2 separate regions of the Mus musculus genome follow, and region 1 is linked to region 2. The links are chromatin contacts, called in public Hi-C maps. All regions are on one chromosome and are shown on one strand. The core of a region is the stretch at or near the end of the contact, and the rest is flanking DNA. Distances in the headings are between cores, read along the strand shown.

Region 1 (5,198 bases), core at 788-3,287, 220 kb before region 2:
TTTGAAGAAAAGTGCATGCAGACGGCGGGTACAAATAAAATCCAAAGGAGCAAGCACACCAACTGCAACAAAGGGCTCCCTGTGAGGACTTTTTTAGCATGAGAATATAGCAGAAGGAAGCACAAATCTAAAAGGGAATGAGCAAATTGATATAAATACGAGAACAGGAGAAGGAGTTTTCTAATTAGAATGAGCTAAATATTGAAAATAAAAGAAGATTCAAGCGGAAAAAGTAGGGTATTTGTAAAGCATATTCCGAGCTTAATTAGAGTTGCTTTTCCTCCCTGATTCTTGGTAACAATTAAAACTACCATCCTCTTCTCAGTAATTCCTCTCCAAGAAAACCCGCGTCCTCCCCAGTCATACCAAATGTCAAGTGCCACAGCAGAGGAAGACAGTCAAGTCCGTCTCTGCACTGCTCGCACCACACAGTCGAAGGCTTCTTTGATTAAGGCTCATCCACCCAGACGCTCAGCATGGCTCCTGCTGAGCAGTCATAAGTAGCGGAAGACTGAAAGTGTACATAAAATTCAAATTCCTCATGGTCTCCCAGCAGAGAAAATGTAGTTTCCTAGAAGATAAAAATGTACTTGGCCAGATGTGTAAATATTTCAGACATTCAAATCTTGAGCTATCTGAACAAACTCTCTTGTTTTTAATACTTCATTTAATATGTAAGGACACTGAATTAGACTCTTGGGGTTTCAAATGTCCTCTCCCATTCCCTGGAGGTTACGTTTCTCTTGGTTATTATCTGTGTTATAAAGACAACATCATTATCACAACATCTTGCAATGGAAGGGTTTTAGTTTAGTTTTGCTTCGTCCAAGGTAGTGGCATCCTTCTTGCCAGGCCCTGCTCATGGCTCCGATTTCATACATTTCCCTGACCCCGACTTCCCCAACCCCTACTGCCACAAACCTCTACCTCATACATAAAGATAATTTGAATACAAGTATCTTCCAATCAGGGCTGTCCTTTCCCTCATCTTAAATTAATCAATTGACATAATTTGTTATTGTTTGCTTTGAGGTAGGGTCTCACGCATCCCGGGCTGCTTCACACTTGCTGTGGAGTTGAGAATCGCATTGAACTTCTGTTTCCCTGCCTCTACCTCATCAACGCTGCCTCTGCAGGCTCGTGCTGGGAATTGAACCCAAGGCTTCATTTATGCTGGTCTCTCTACAACTGAGCTACAGGTACAGGTAAGTGTTTGGGTTTCACGTTGTAGTCTAGGCTGGCCTTGAGCTTGCAGCGATTATCGTGTCTCAGTTTACTGTGTGCTGACATTCCAGGCATGACCCATGTCTCCTGGTTTATTAGTTTCTAAATAGACATCAGATTTGAGTCTTTATAGATCCTAAACTTTTTTTTACTCATATTTTTTACAGATGTGCAATTTAATCAAATTACTAAGTTTCTCTAGGGTCCAAATAGATTCATAGCTTGGCATAGAAATATGAATATTCACCCAAACTGGCATTAATTAAGTCTATAAATAACCTCTCTGCGCTACAGGCCACATTTTGCAGCCAAATGACTCAAGTCAGTTCTGTTTTGTTGTAGAAAACAGGGCATGAGGTCGCCTGACTTCCGGGGCTGAACATTTTAGAGTTGTGCACTTGCCTGTCTAGTGGGCGAGTTTTGAGAGGGCTTCTCAGTAGGACTTTTTCTCACTGCTACACTGGAAAGTCTGACAAGAGGAAGTTTAAGGGACAGAGGGCTTATCTTGGCTCATAGGGTCAGGGGATACAGCCTGTCATGGCCCAGACTCCATGCTGGCAGGAGCCTGCTCCTGGATTCCTTACTTCCTCGCCTAGCTGTGCTGAGGACATGGTCTGGGGCACAATGTTCAAGGTGACCTGTTTCCACCAGTAAGCCTCTATCTACCTACTGGAAGTTCGTCAGTCTCTCAAAATAGCTCCAGCAACTGCGGTGGTAGGGGGCGGTGTTTAAACACATGCAGCCTGGGACATTTCATATACAGAGCGAAACAGGCCTGGAGTGGAGGCTGAGCGTTCTGACGTCAGGACACTGCCTCTAGCCCAGGCTTCACCCGTCACCTGGTCACTTTCCTAACTGGAGCAGACCATCAGTCCTGCAGCTCACTCTCAAACTGATGACAGCCAGAGCCGCGCAGGGTTCTACCCCAAGGGACCCTCTTGTGGCTCCACTCTTCCTCTCTTACCCCTCTTGTGCCCAAAGTTTCTGGAGGGAACTTTTCAATGTTATCACTTTTCTATTATATTTGAGAGGTCAGTGAAAAAAAAATACCAGCTTTAGTCTGTATTAATTCACACAGCGGCCAAATTCAATGAAGCATATCTAATTTGAAAAGTGATGGATATCTATAGTTAATGAGCTAAAGCTGTGTTATGCTAAGGTTATTTGAAAATAGAGAGAGATTAGAAGTGGAAGTGACAGTGTATTTCCCCCCACAGATCAGTCTACTAACACAGAGAGAAATTACTGAGCTCTTAAAATATGCTAAAAACTAATGTACAATCTTTTTTTCTTTCATACAGTATTTGAAATGTCACCAAGCGGTGACCTTTTTTTGTTATTGTTGCATGGCTCCCATTGGTTCTACATATTATCCCAGTATGAGCACGGACACTGTCTAACCTGTCACTGAATATAAACTTAATGCTATGGGGTGTTGTTTCCAAAATAAACTTGACCTTGGTGCTTCACACGAATTAATCATGTTCTCTCCCGCATCACAACGAGAACACCAACTGGGTATGAATAATGGGTGTAAATTTTTAGATTAATTTCGAGCTCTTTAGTCATCGTAGAAACACCAGATGAGGTTAAATTAGGATTCTGACTCTGTATCAGGTATCCAAATTGTCGGATGCTTATAACATAATTGGTTTAGAGGATTTTCTCGAGCACTAGCTAAAATGGTTGCACATTAAGAGTGAAGGGACTTACACAGCACTCTCCGGGCTTGCTGCTTTTCGGTTATCCCTATAGTCTAACTCGTGTCCATCAATTTAGGTGATAAGGACTGGCAATGTGGACCCCAGCCATGCACAAAAGATAAAGCAGTAAAATCTGAAGGACGAGTGAAAGTAGACTTAGAGAAATAAGAATCACCAAAGCCTTGCTGAAGATGGAATTAATCCGTTAATAGCCTTTTAAAATAAAGTCAGTTCATTTTCTGTAACTGACTAGAGATCACATAGACCATGCTGCCCTTCACAGGTGAAGACCAGGGCTTTCTTTCAGTCCCAAGATTTAGGGGGAAAAATTGAACTTAATGTCTTTGATTATTTGGTCAAGAATAGGATACCCAACACCTTCGCATTGTGTGATTATATAAAGTGCTGTGCTTTGATTCGTTGTAGAATGAGGTAAACATAGATGGATCATGCACAGGAATAAACACAGAAACCAGTGATTTACTATGATGGAAAGTAATATTCTGAGTTTGGAGAAATAGTGTCTACCTGCTGTATAAGCATTAGTTTTCCAGCTAAAGAAGTGTGTGTGTGTGTGTGTGTGTGTGTGTGTGTGTGTGTGTATGTATGTATGTATGTATGTATGTATGTGTGACAAGGTTTTATGGTGCCCAGGCTTGCCTTGTTACCTTGAACTTAATTCTTAATTATTCTTAATTTTCTCTCTCTCTGTCTCTCTTCCTTCCTTCCTTCCTTCCTCTTCCTCTCCCTCTTCCTCTTCCTCTTCCTCTTCCTCTTCCTCTTCCTCTTCCTCTTCCTCTCTCTGTCTTTCTCTCTTCCTTTTTCTTTTTTTTGAGACAAGGTCTCTCTGTGTAACAGCCCTGGCTAGCCTGGAACTCACAGAGATGCACCTGCTTCTGCCTCCCAAGTGCTAAGACTAAAGGTGTGCACCACCATGACTGCCTTAAACTTGATTTTACCTGGTGCTGAGAATTTAACCACACAGCTTTTGTACACTCTAGGCAAGCACTCTACCGCCGAATTCTGTCAGCAGCCCTAGATTTTGCAGAATATAAATGTGTATATATAAGTTATATTTCCCTTTTTGTTATCAAGGTAGCTAGTTTCATGTATAAAAGTTCTTTCTGGCTTTGCTTTCATTCCTCTTGGGGATGATTTCTGTTAAATAAAATTCACACCAGATGGCTCTTCAGTCATACATGAGTTACTCTTGTGGATGATGAGTGCTGCCCACATGATAAAGTCTAGAAGTACCTGGAGACTGGCCTCTGGACACGATTGTGGGCGGTTATCTTGATTGCTGTTTAACTGGGTAGGAACACCTGCCCACTGTGAGCGAGACCATTCCCTGAGCAGGAAGCATCTTGAGATCTATGATGGAGAAAGTGAGCTGAGAATTAGCATCTTATTCACTAATTGCTTTCTGCTTCTTTACTTTGAATGTGATGTGACCAGCTACCTAGGGCTCCTACTGCCTTGTTTTCCCTGCCTTAATAGACTGTGCTTCGAACTATGAGTTAGAATGGTTCCATCTCCCTAAGTTTCTGTTGTTAGGGTATTTTGTTATGGCATTAGAAAAGGAAACCATGCCTGTAAGTGACTAACATTGGAATTTTGTATTAAAATTGGAGTGTAGGGCTGAGATCATCTGTGATGGTGTGAGGTAGGCCTGAGGATGGTGTAAGATGGGCTGAGGTTTCAGTTTCCCCAAACTCCCCTACTCCTGAAGGGATGCTGGAAATGACCCCCTCAGGATCGTTTCCATTATAAGCCTGTGTCTACTGCTTACAGGTGTGTAAGTAGATACCCTTTTTTTTTGTTTTTTTGTTTTCTAAATAAATCTCTGTGGGATGAGGGTGGTATAAGCCACTGTTATTATCAGTCTAGGACTGGATGCTCTGATCATCAAGACATATATTAAATTCCACACAGCTAATTAAACACCGATATTTCCTAATCTGATTGCAAAAGTAACACAACTGATTGAGTAGTGCACAACGCAGTTTCCAGTGAACACGTTACATCTTCTTGGAAGTGAACAGTCATGATTTTTGATGTATTTGATCGATGTCATCCATATATGAGACAAAACCCACAATATTTTCTGAGGGATAATGTACCATGTCCATTGAAAAAAATTAAATCCAGCTTTACGGGCTGCCAATCAAAGTCAATTAGCAAATGACTGTGCAAAAAAGGAATTGTTTGTTTTGAAACAGATTCTCACGTATAGCTTAGGCTGTCTTAAAACTCACTACTTTTCTGTACCCA
Region 2 (4,534 bases), core at 1,721-4,220:
AGATGCAAGGACATTGCATAAAAACCACTTCTCTGACTCTATGGCTCCCTCTATACAAATTCAACTTTCTGTGCGTAAGGGCAAGTATATTCATTAAATATCATTAAAGCAAAGAAATTAAGAACAGATTTGTGAGTTTCCTCTCCTCATCTTTAAGAAGATATCTGTTTCCATTGTACTGTAGTGTGGAGGGATATTATTCTTTCTACTTGTATACATTTTTTGAGCAAACTCTTTGAATTATTATTTTTCTAAGATGCAGAAGAAAAGGAGGGAAAGGGTAGAGGAAGGGAAGGAGGAGGGAAGGAGGAGAAAGACATATTACCAATACTCCTATGACTAATAGGATAAATGTTCTGCCTAGAATACACACTTGTGCAATGAGAAGTTAATCTTATTAATAAAGATGAAGTGTGTATGTTGTGATGGAGGACCGGTGAAGTCATAGGTAATTCCTGTAGGAAACAAGTGATTTTGCAACTATTATTGCCACTGTAAGCCCAGTAAGGCTTGAGGTCACACGCCCAGAAGAGACCACAGTGTTCTCGATGTGCTAAAAGAAAGAATCCCTGTGAATCTACCAGAACACAGAATATTATGTGTCTGAGTGCCAGAAAACAGAGGCAAAGTAAAACATTTCAGCAATAGTAAAGATTTAAAACACATATTCTAAAATCAAGAGAGTACTATTCAGCATGTACCACAACTAAGACAGTTCACCATGGTTGGTATTAAAGATAGGGTACACGAAGCCAAAGAAGAGGCTGGACTAGAATGTGGTGTGCAATGGAGACAATATTGGGTTTAAATATACATAGGTGGGGTTGGAGCGATCACTCACTAGTAAGAGCTTGTGCTGCTCTTGCAGAGGATCTGAGATCAGTTGCTAGCACCCATATCTACTGGCACAATCTATTGTCACTCCTGCTCCAAGGGATCAAATGCCAAAACAACTATTAACTTTATACATACATCCCTATAGGTAGATGATGGAGATAGAGATAGAGACAGAGATGATATAGAGCTAGAGATAGATATGGAATATATGTATATAAACACACACAGAGAGAGAGAGAGAGAGAGAGAGAGAGAGAGAGAGAGAGAGAGACAGAGACAGAGACAGAGAGAATTTGTCTAAATGGTTGGATACATTGAGAGATGTGACAGTTGAAAGCCACAGTTGCAGATGTGGCCTGAGGAGTCATTAGCACAAGTAAGTGCGACCAAGCCAACACTGCCAGTCCTAGAGATGAGTCTCCTGCCTGCCCTCCTGGGTTATTCCTGGCATCTTAACTTTGCTGTTTGTAAACGTGAGCAATTCCGGGCCAGGGAGATGATTCATCAGGTACAGGTGCTTATGTCCAAGCCGACCACCTGAATCCAGTTCTTGGAACCATGGTTTAAAACGAGCAAATTCTCCTCACTCCTGGCTTTTCTCCTCATCCCTGCTTCTTATCTTGATTTACAGTGGTGTCAATACCCAACCAGGAAGAAAGCCATGTTTCATTTTCTCTTTTTTTTCTGATTCTCTACAGCAGTTATTAATTTCATTAAAAACACTTAGCAGCCTGCTACATTCCTTCCCAGCCTTCACTGCAGGCATTATCACAGCAATTTACATCTATATGATGCCTAAATGGTTTCGCTAACTTTTCTTTACACCTGATGGTGGAAATAAATTACTGTCATAACTTCTGAATTGTGAGCCCAAAATCTGAGCAAAATGATGGTACTCTCTTCACTACAAACACTTGGTCATTTTTTCATCTCCCTATGCACTACTCAGTGGTGTCTGTACTCTGTCTTTACACTCCTTCATAATGTAAAACTTGGAAACTCTTATCAGTCATATATATATAAATATATATATGATCTAGTTAATTCTTCAACAACTATAAAACTATATAACTATATATAACTCTCTCTCAAACTATATATAACTACATAATTATATAACTATATAACTATGTATATATATCCTGGCTAAGAATACCTTTTCTTTTCCTTTCTTGACTATTGGAAGTCTTTATCTTACTTTGACCACTTTTAAAGTCCTATCTTCCAGTTTTGATCATTTTTGTTCATGTCAGATATGAAGTTCCTTGAGAAGACAACTGGACCTTTACTTTGTATTGAAATTGTTTAAGCACTAGCATGGTGCTTTTTTAGCAAGTGGAATCTATTGAACATCTAGTGCATAATGACTGCATAGGTGAATGAATAAATGATTAGAGAAACACTAAGTATTATTATGTTTTAAAGCCTCACTATGGCAAACTTAATACTACTAAATAACAAAACTCAGCTCTAGAGCTACACATTTCCTATGGCAAGTAGAATCTAGATTAGCTTTTTTCTTGTCTAGCACTGGATGTTTCAGAGATGTCTATGGACTGACTGAGAAAGATTCTTGTTTTAACCACTGCATGAACATTTATTTGCTAAGAACAGAGTTCTGTGGAGTCTGAATTACATTCTAGTCTCTCTGGACTCACAATAGCTTGTTCAGGACTCTGTCAAATATTTTTATTGGGTCACATAGTATACTTACTTTCTCCTCTGCCAATTTATATATTTTTATCATCTATCTATCTATCTATCTATCTATTATCTATCTATCTATCTATCTATCTATCTATCTATCTATCTGCTGACACATGCATACTATGACAAAACCGATGAGTCCAACTCTCTTTCCATCATATGACTGAATATATGTAACAAGTCTCGTTTCCTGTCCTATTCCTTTGAAAGGAGTCTTTGAGTCTTTATAATACAATAAAATACAAAGCCACCTATCTATCTATCTATCTATCTATCTATCTATCTATCTATCTATCATCTTCCACTTAGCTGTATCTGATCCAATGCAACTGTGTTTCAGTGTTTTTGTACAGAGTGCATGGGTGATATGTGTAACTGGGGCAGCAGGAAGAGAAAAGGCAGCTGGTACAGATATGAGCCAACACTGGATGGATGAGTCATGTGTTTTTAAGGACAGGAGTTTTGTTTTGTTTCTATTCTCCTGCTACTAAGTCCAGCTCTCTTTTAATAGCTTCGCTTAGGGAAGCAGTGCTCTTTCCTTACCATATAGGGAATCGAGAAAGATTTCTGCTGGGAAATCTCTGATATAATAATGGGAGTGATAAACATTTGAAGCCGGTGAATGGTCCCTGTGTTCTTTGAGAGTCTTCCATAATAGTTCATATTGATTTTTTTAATGGGAGAAGAGCTGAGGAGGCACAGGCTTTTATATTGGTGAACTCAGCCAGGAGCACACTTGGGTCTCCTACAGATGTTGCTTTTAAGCAAGATGAGAATTACATAGATTACTCCTTGCTTGCTTTTCCCATGTGGAAACAAAAGCACAGCAGATATCTGGCAACAAGATGCTTTCTGCTGGGGACGGGTCATTAACTCCACATTGAACCGACTGCACGCCTGTGCCTCATGATCCTGGGTATTGATCATTTGCAGAAGCCAGCCTTGATGACCCGGGCCAGGCATTTCTCAACTTGTAACTGGGTCATGGTGTAGTGCATTGAACTGTGCTTAAAGACATCAACACAAGAGTCAGAATGGAGAAAAAGGTCATATTAAATGTGTATATAGAAAGCAGAATTTTTTTTTTACAAATTTAAATTTGGTTTTAATTTAAAAGAGGTTTTAGCTAGACAGTGTGTGGTCCTGAAATAACCACTGAAGACTTTATCTGAAGAGTCACAGAGGACTCTTATATACTAGAGTATGTACATACTGGAGTAAAACAGGGAAACTGGCTAGAAACCAAGAACCACACACCCCAGTATGTGCACTCCAGTACAGTATGATTTTCACTTACAAATGCTGGGATCCTCAGTTACTTATATGCACAAATTTTATCATCACTCTTCAACTTAAAATTTTAAGTCTCTAGGTTTTATATTTTATCCTCTCATTAATAGTTCCTAGCACATAGTAGGCTCTTGAGAGCTCATGGACTCATGAGTAAGATCTTGGGAGAGTCCAACTAGATCATGCCAGAGTTTGACAGTACATGAGAATTGATAGTGCCTAGAAATTCATTATATAAATAAAGTCATTTTCCTTGATTTAGTGCTTGTAGAGTTAGTTTTCTCTGTGTCATAGAATTAGCTTGTTATGAGCTGTAAGCCATCCCATAAAAGCAATAGAGAAAAAGAGAATTGGGAACTAGAACAAAGATCTATAAAGAAAAATTCCTGGCTACAGTTGGAGATCCTGATGCCTGGGGATGTTACTCAGTAGGAGAGATGCAGGCTCAATTCCTATCACAGAATAAAAAAAAAATACTGAACCAAACCAAACCAAAAGAACACAAAAAATCCCCCTGAATTATGAAGTAATTAGTAAAATTGAGAAATTGACCCTTCAGTTTTAATGAATACTAATTTGAATTTTACATGTGAGTGCGTGATCTTGTAATGGTCAGTTCATTTTTTAATTGATTGCTTTGATTGGTTGGTTGATTGATTTTTGAGTCAAGATTTCATGTAGTCCAGGCTGGCTTTAAACT

What was found. Hi-C and Micro-C count contacts between places; a contact is called where the count stands out from the background.
Region 1: a Hi-C map of the N1E-115 cell line shows a contact between it and region 2, with 2.0 times the contacts expected there. The contact joins two enhancer-like sites. A contact is called at or near these places in 7 of 484 Hi-C or Micro-C datasets (the N1E-115 cell line, cortical neurons, liver and 3 more).

The regions. Positions count from the first base shown.
Region 1 is chr6:140,092,385-140,097,582 of GRCm38.p6, reverse strand. It overlaps Gm30056 (a long non-coding RNA gene), which reads left to right. Exons shown (of 3, transcript XR_001785445.1): 2 at 1,033-1,205. Among named protein-coding and RNA genes, the nearest start is that of Gm30056, 6.2 kb to the left of the region's middle. Within about 2 kb of position 2,037, at least 10 of the 459 cell types and tissues checked have an H3K27ac peak or open chromatin away from gene starts, as enhancers often do. A contact at or near this core is called in the N1E-115 cell line, where this site is marked.
Region 2 is chr6:139,876,912-139,881,445 of GRCm38.p6, reverse strand. The region is part of intron 26 of Pik3c2g (phosphatidylinositol-4-phosphate 3-kinase catalytic subunit type 2 gamma); the gene reads right to left. Among named protein-coding and RNA genes, the nearest start is that of Plcz1, 160 kb to the left of the region's middle. Within about 2 kb of position 2,970, at least 40 of the 459 cell types and tissues checked have an H3K27ac peak or open chromatin away from gene starts, as enhancers often do. A contact at or near this core is called in the N1E-115 cell line, where this site is marked.